2 separate regions of the Danio rerio genome follow, and region 1 is linked to region 2. The links are chromatin contacts, called in public HiChIP or PLAC-seq maps. All regions are on one chromosome and are shown on one strand. Each heading gives the region's core, a stretch centred on a gene start, on an enhancer-like site or on the middle of the called end of the contact. The rest is flanking DNA. Distances are from core to core; before and after follow the strand shown.

Region 1 (3,804 bases), core at 1,023-3,522, 180 kb after region 2:
AAGTGTTCCTGAATGAAAGTTAAACTGCTGGACTGCTTGAAACACCCAAAATGACACGAAACTCCAGAGGAAACGTAAATAGAATGGTGACCCAATTACATTACTCAAACTTTGCATTATAACATGTAAAACGGTATCATGAAAGGAACATTCAAAAAGCAACTCATGTCCTTATTCACATTATTGTCTTACTCGGATTAAGGCAATTTATTTGATTAGTGATATCCTTGTAAACGTAGTGACTGTTTATACAACTGGTCCCATGATAGCCATGCAACATAAGCATCTAGCATGAAAGTGGTAAATACATGGATTGAATCTAATGTTTTTTTAGCATTTGAAAAGTGCTTGAAACTGCTTGAAAATGTAAACTTTCATACTAATTGATCTATTAAACTATTTATATAAAGCAAAATAGTTTTGCTTTCTGATTAAAATGAAAACAAATGCACTAAGATTACCACTTTGTAAATGCAAAAATTAAAAAACTAAAAAATATATAAAATAAAAGATTAAAAACATTCACTGTTCAAGTTTTTGTTTTGCTTCTAGTTTAAAAAAAACTTTTAAACCAAAAAGCAAAAACTGCCTCGTTTTCAGAAATATTATAAAAATATATTGGGTTTTTCCCTTAAAGCAAGCTAAATAATCTGCTAATTGGGTACGGAAAATAAACTTTCTTCAAAGCTAAAACAAGATTATTTTACTTACCTGTTGGCAAATTATTTTGCTTGTTTAAAGAAAAATTTCATTTATGTTCATTTTGACATTATTTCTGATAACATGCCTATATATTTTTTCCTGACTAGACTAAAAAAAGCCTCTTGATTTAGGAATTTTTAGATATTTAGACTAGAAACGAGACAAAACAGTGTTGAAGTCAGATTTATTTATTTATAAAGTATTTAATTATGTAATTTGCAACACTGGCTCATTGTGAAAACGTACCCCTGTATACGTTTCTGGAGAGCGCAAATTATGTAGCCAAAGCTAAGTATGGCTGCATTTCGTCTTTAAAATTAATGCTACGGGGCGGTATAATGCCACCGACGGCTTCTGTTTCTTTTCGCGCTACTAGCTGACTGCTTACCTCCATGTGGACTGCTTTTCTGCTGCTACCACTTTGCCCAATGGCTTGCTTTGTATGTCGTCAGATGTAAGATGCAGAGAGATGTTGACCACGATGACGGGGTTCGACTCCAGCAAAGAACGATTAAATAAAGTAGGTAGAACAAAAACAAAAGGCAAAAAATAAACAAACAAGTAAATAACAGGGCGAGAACATGGTAAGATCTGAAAACGTTGTAAAAATCAGGAGGCCACGAGGGCTTTTCTTTTTCTGGATTGTTTTTAAAAGTTTAAGTTTTAAAAGGGTTTAGGGAAGGTGGTGGGTGGATCAGTGCTTTTGGAAACACTGTCGGTTGGGTATAGAGAATGGGGTGGGTGGGGATATACGTTGGCCGGTCGGACCGTCTGTCGGTCAGTCAGTCAGTCAGGTAGTCGACAGCGGCCTCTGGTAGATTTGCACAACAACAGCAGGCTCGAATGGCACTCGTGAGACAAATTTGAGATCTGAAAAAGCGTACACAGTGGCTTCTGGCGGATACGCGAAAACAAAAGCTGCAAAAAAACGTGGCTCCTGAGACGTATTTCCTGCTGTCCAGAAATGTATGCAGGGGTATGTATCAATAATAAGACTGGGTTGGTAATTTGCCACACTTGTAAAGTGCCAAAAAAGTTCGAGAATACACCTGGAAAGTGATTGAAATGTGTTTAAATTTAGAAACCCTATAAATAATTTCATATTTCGTTGTTTATTCTGTCAGATGTATTGTGGCTCTCCAAAGTACATAATACTTTCTTAAAAAATATATATAGTATCTTTCAGGGGAAAACTTTCATTTTGCTGTACAGTATTTTGTGAAGGAGCCTATTACAACAAACAGGAAGGTGTTGTTTCTTTTCTTACCCCTTGGAAAGGATCCCATCAGATGAATCCCTACACCTTACCAGGCTTATCTGCTTGACTAGAGCGCAGGCATCCAGCAGGTTTCTTGGCTTTGAACCGACGGAGTCCTATGGGAGTAATTACTGCAGTCTTAGTTTGGCTGGCATTATCCATCAGCACTTGCCAGCCTGTCTTAAGTTCAAGCACACTGTATAATGTGGCGCCAGGCATGTATATGACTCACAAGTCCACATGTACACACTTGATGCACAAATTCACCTCTGTGAGTGTCCTTTCTGGAAATACACTGACCTTGTGTCTGTTTGTTCGGCTGGTGGATTGGAATGCTGGTTTCTGTGTTTGTCTTATTACCAGTTAATGTATATTAGAAACGTTAGGGATGTTTATTCTGTTACCTGTGACTGTAACATTCCTTTCTTCTCACGGATCATGGTGTAAACGTAGCTTTTCCTATTAAACATTTACCATGGTAGCCATGGTTTCATACAAAATAATAGATACTTCAGATTTTGTTTTTCCAATTCATTCTTTGTTAATAATATTTTAAAAGCTTTTTAAATTTGTTTTAAAATAATTATAAATACACTAAGAATAAATATAAAACCCTCTGATCAGTTTTTTTCCCCCAGGTGATGTTTAACGGAAAATATGGAAGCCCATTTCTGCCACAGAATAATAAAAAAATAAATGTTTAATAAAATGTAAAAAAATATATATAAATAATTAAATATAAATAATAAATTATAAAGTCACAATACCAAGTTATAGTTGCAATTCCGAGTAATAAAGTCAGAGTTCTGAGTTATAAAGTGGCAATTCCGAGTTACAAAGTCAGAAATCCAAGTTATAATTTCGCAAATCCGAGTTATAAAGTCAGAATTCTGAGTTATAAAGTTGCATTTCCGAGTTATAAAGTCACAATTTTGAGTTATAAAGTCAAAATTTAGAGTTATAAAGTTGTAATTCCGAGTTATAAAGTCAGAGTTCCGAGCTATAGTGAGAATTCTGAATTATAAAGTCGCAGATCCAAGTTATAAAGTAGCAATTTCAAGTTATAATGTCAGAATTCCGAGTTATAGATGCAATTCCGAATTATAAAGTCAGAATTCAGAGTTATTAAGTTGCAATTCTGAATGACCTGGAATTGTGACTTTTATAACTTGGAATAGCGACTTTATAACTCGGAGTTCTGACTTTATAACTCGGAATAGCGACTTTATAACTCGGAGTTCTGACTTTATAACTCGGAATAGCGACTTTATAACTCGGAGTTCTGACTTTATAACTCGGAATAGCGACTTTATAACTTCGAATTTATAACTCAGAATTGTGACATTATAACTCGGAATAGCGACTTTATAACTCGGAGTTCTGACTTAATAACTCGGAATAGCGACTTTATAACTCGGAGTTCTGACTTTATAACTCGGAATAGCGACTTTATAACTTCGAATTTATAACTCAGAATTGTGACATTATAACTCGGAATAGCGACTTTATAACTCGGAGTTCTGACTTAATAACTCGGAATAGCGACTTTATAACTCGGAATAGCGACTTTATAACTTCGAATTTATAACTCAGAATTGTGACATTATAACTCGGAATAGCGACTTTATAACTCGGAATAGCGACTTTATAACTTCGAATTTATAACTCAGAATTGTGACATTATAACTCGGAATAGCGACTTTCTAACTCAGATTTCTGACTTCATAACTTGCAATTCTGACTTAAAATAATCGTTTTTTAATCTCATTTTTTTAGGTTATACAAAGTTTAACTTAATATTTTTAGTTAGTTTGATTAATGTAATTTGAGATGACTAGAAAAAT
Region 2 (3,465 bases), core at 676-3,175:
ACCGTTGATATGCAATTGTTCATGGTATGATAATCATGCACGTTCAAATCGTGGTAAACCGTCATACCGGTATATTGTTACAACCCTATGTGTTACTTTCTTTATATGGGTAAAAAAAATTAGGCATGGGCCGGTATGCATTTCTGACGGTATGATAACTTTAAATAAAAAGATCACTGTTTCACAGTATTGCGATTATTGCTCTAAAATGAGTTCATTTTAAATGTTTGGGTTAAAAAAAAAAAACTTTTTCCACATTGAACACAATATATATTTTATTTTAGGAAACATATAATATGTTATAACATATTAAAATATTTTGAAACAGTAAACATGATAGGCTAAATATTGAAAATAAATCAATGACTTCTGCTCTCTTCGTTAGTTTAAAAAACACTGATTTCTTTACATCATGTTTTAAAAAAAAAACAAAGAAAAAACTCTTACATATACCTTAGGAACGGTATAACAGAACAAATTGCGGTTTTATAACCTTGACTTTTCTAAACCATGGTAAACAGTGGAATCGGTTATTATCCCATGCCTATAAAAAATAACAACTTTAATAATTAACAATATATGAAAACAATATTTTATACAACGAGAAATAATCAAGCATTTCAGAACAAGAATCTTACAAGATCTAGTCTATAAAAACTACTAATTAATTTTAAATTGATATATTTTGCCAAATGCTAGATTTAATGCATTTGTTAGCAAGGGGTTTTAATAATTCCAAATATCTCTTTTTGTTAACATATTTTCAGATGTCCAGGTAAGAATTACATTTGTTTTGATTTTACATAAATGTTACGCTAACTACAGAAACATTATTTCACATATGTGTTGACATTTTTATTTGCAAAAGTTATTAAAAAAATTAAAGAAAACTCTCATTATTATTGCTATGATTTATTATCATTTTCATTATTGAATAGGATGGTTTATGCTTTCTTTCATCAGTCATATCTTATGTTCATTGCATGAGTATGGTAATTGTTTAGAATAAATCTTAAGCTATCACACGACCTGTCAGTAGAATATTTCAAAAATTAAGTCGTCTATATGTATATGACCAATTGTCAGGACATTTGTGCCCATCAATTGCAGACTACCTATTGATTTGCCTGTCTCTGGGCTCAATATTTACAAATGACGTCATACTGAAGACCATTAGCGCCGTCTCGGTAGTTTACCTAGTAACATAACTGTATCAAAAAGATATGATGAAATACGAAAATATTAAAATAATAAATTGACCTTTCTTACTTTAAACTAAAAGCAAATAATACAACATTCTCTCACCATTCATGCACTGAAGAAAATATGTCCATTAAACAGAACAGGAATTCAGAAATGTTATGCATGATCATAAGTACTGCATTGTTGTTTATGTTAAAGAAGGCATTAATGAGAATTGAGCTACACAATCTTACTTTTCCTTTATATGAAGCCAGGTTGCAGAGGATATCAGAGCGCATCGCTTCATCACTCAGTGAACGGGCGCACAGACTCCGCCACACCTCGCTGTTTTCATCCGACAGACAGTTGTTCCAGTGCCAGCAAACGAGCGAGCAGTTTAGCAGATCCATCAGCTCTAGATATGAGAATATATGCTCGAGAACACGGCTCGGTAACCGGCCTGCGATGCCCGATCCTGCGCTTAATAATGCGGCAGAACCGGCGCCCGACGCGGAGGAGCAGCAGCCCGCGGCGGCAGCGCCCAGACCCGCGGACTGCGCCCCTCCAGTGGCCACTGCGCCAGACATGACAGACTCCTCCGCCGAGAGCAAGCGTTGATATCGCCGCACAGCCGGGTTGAAGAGCGGGTCAGAACCCCGCCGCGGCCCCGTGAAGCACGTTCGCTTGACACATCTCCCAGTGTTATTGCAGTTGCGGCCAAACGGATCAAATCTAAGCTATGTGACTATTGTAAAGGTCCTGGACGGCGTGCGTTCAGTAAATCCAAGTTCAGTGATTAGAATGGATTTAAGAAAATTTCAAATTCATTTAAATATCAGTAACTTTTTACACGTACCGTAACGTCCGACATTATAATATGGTAAACGTGGTATGATATCTGTTTCTGCTTCAAATTAGAAGTGATAACGGATTCGTGAATGAATCATTATTGTGAGTCGGATCGTTTCAGTGAACTGATTGAACTGGTCTACAAAACCGGTCTTAAAGGGATAGTTCCCACTAAATGTCATCATTCTGTCATCGTTTTTGGACTCATAGACCAGTTAATTTTTTAAATGTTGAGCACGTAATTAATTACCTATAAAAATGTTATAGTATTTTTCCTGTTATGGAAGTCAGTGGGGTATATGCACACTGACTTTTAATTTCAGCCAGCCTCAGCGCTTCCGCTAAACTGTCTTTCCATTATAAAATTGCCACATTTAAGGTCTGATTTCTTTCAAAATCAGTTGTTTCCACTGCATGCTAGATTTACAATATAAAGCAGGCCTGTAGCCAGTCTGGTAAAAGGGGTAGTTATTTTTTCTTAAAAAGTGGACCTTTGCTTTCTCTTGAGGAAAATGCCTTTATATTTGTTTGACTACTGTAAATGGCACACTAGAGGGCAAAAGAGACAATTTTATGTTGAAAACATTTACTCCACTGAATTTTGCAGTTATTCGCCTCATTTTCTGTTTAATTATGAGGTTTAAATACTGCATTTTAGTGACATTTTAAGCACTTTTTGTTAAAATAGCTCGTCAGATGGTCATCAGAAACAAACCTTTTATTGTACCAAACCTTTTTTTTTACATTTTGAAAAAACATATTTAAAATACTTATTTATTACATGATTTATCATTAAGAAAAAAAAAAGGATTCATTACATTTTTAATTAAAAACTGTAGCTTAATTAAATTTATTAGGCAAAATATTCTGGCCAGCACATTTAGCTTTCTTCTGTTAGAACTTAAAATACAATAACAATAATAGTATTAATGTAGAGCTTCACAAATTTTTATAGATTTTTCTCTTGTAAAAAAATTCAAAGCCTGATTAGTATTAAAATTAACTTTAATATGGACCGCTTTTGGTGCTTCACACCTTTTTATTGATCTTTTTTTCCATATATAATGTCCAAAATTTAGAATAAAAGTTACTTGTAAAATGTTTTCTCTATTTACCAACAAAACAGTAGGGTCAGTAGTGAAAGATGGCTTTACTCTTGTCCGATTGTATGTTTTCTTGCACAGATGTTGGACTCATGAAAGAATATTGGTTTGCATTGGCCAAAACCGATTAGTTGAAATCACGAATGGATTCCGTTTGGTCCTTGGATGGGTTATTTTCACAATTTATGATGAAAAAGCAGTCAAAACAGGACAAATCAGCCAATGTGGGACAAATTCTGTACCCTTGTCAGTAGGGGTGGGTCTTTCGAGCCACCATGAACCACATCACTGCCTGTGAAGTGGGTTTCAGATCAAACAAGAAGCCCGGCGT

What was found. HiChIP or PLAC-seq counts read pairs in DNA pulled down with a chosen protein or histone mark.
Region 1: a contact with region 2 is called in an H3K4me3 HiChIP or PLAC-seq map of embryo, with 4 times the contacts expected there. The contact joins the enhancer-like site here to the promoter of fbxo45 in region 2. A contact is called at or near these places in 7 of 18 Hi-C or Micro-C datasets (caudal fin, embryo, hematopoietic stem cells and 1 more) and 3 of 4 datasets of contacts at active chromatin or transcription factors (caudal fin, embryo and gastrula embryo).

What each region holds. Positions count from the first base shown.
Region 1 is chr24:32,792,984-32,796,787 of GRCz12tu, forward strand. No RefSeq gene overlaps it. Among named protein-coding and RNA genes, the nearest start is that of tecrl2a, 43 kb to the right of the region's middle. Within about 2 kb of position 2,273, at least 4 of the 62 cell types and tissues checked have an H3K27ac peak or open chromatin away from gene starts, as enhancers often do.
Region 2 is chr24:32,617,773-32,621,237 of GRCz12tu, forward strand. It overlaps fbxo45 (F-box protein 45), which reads right to left and starts at 1,926. Exons shown (of 3, transcript NM_200595.1): 1 at 1,437-1,926. The coding sequence starts at 1,769.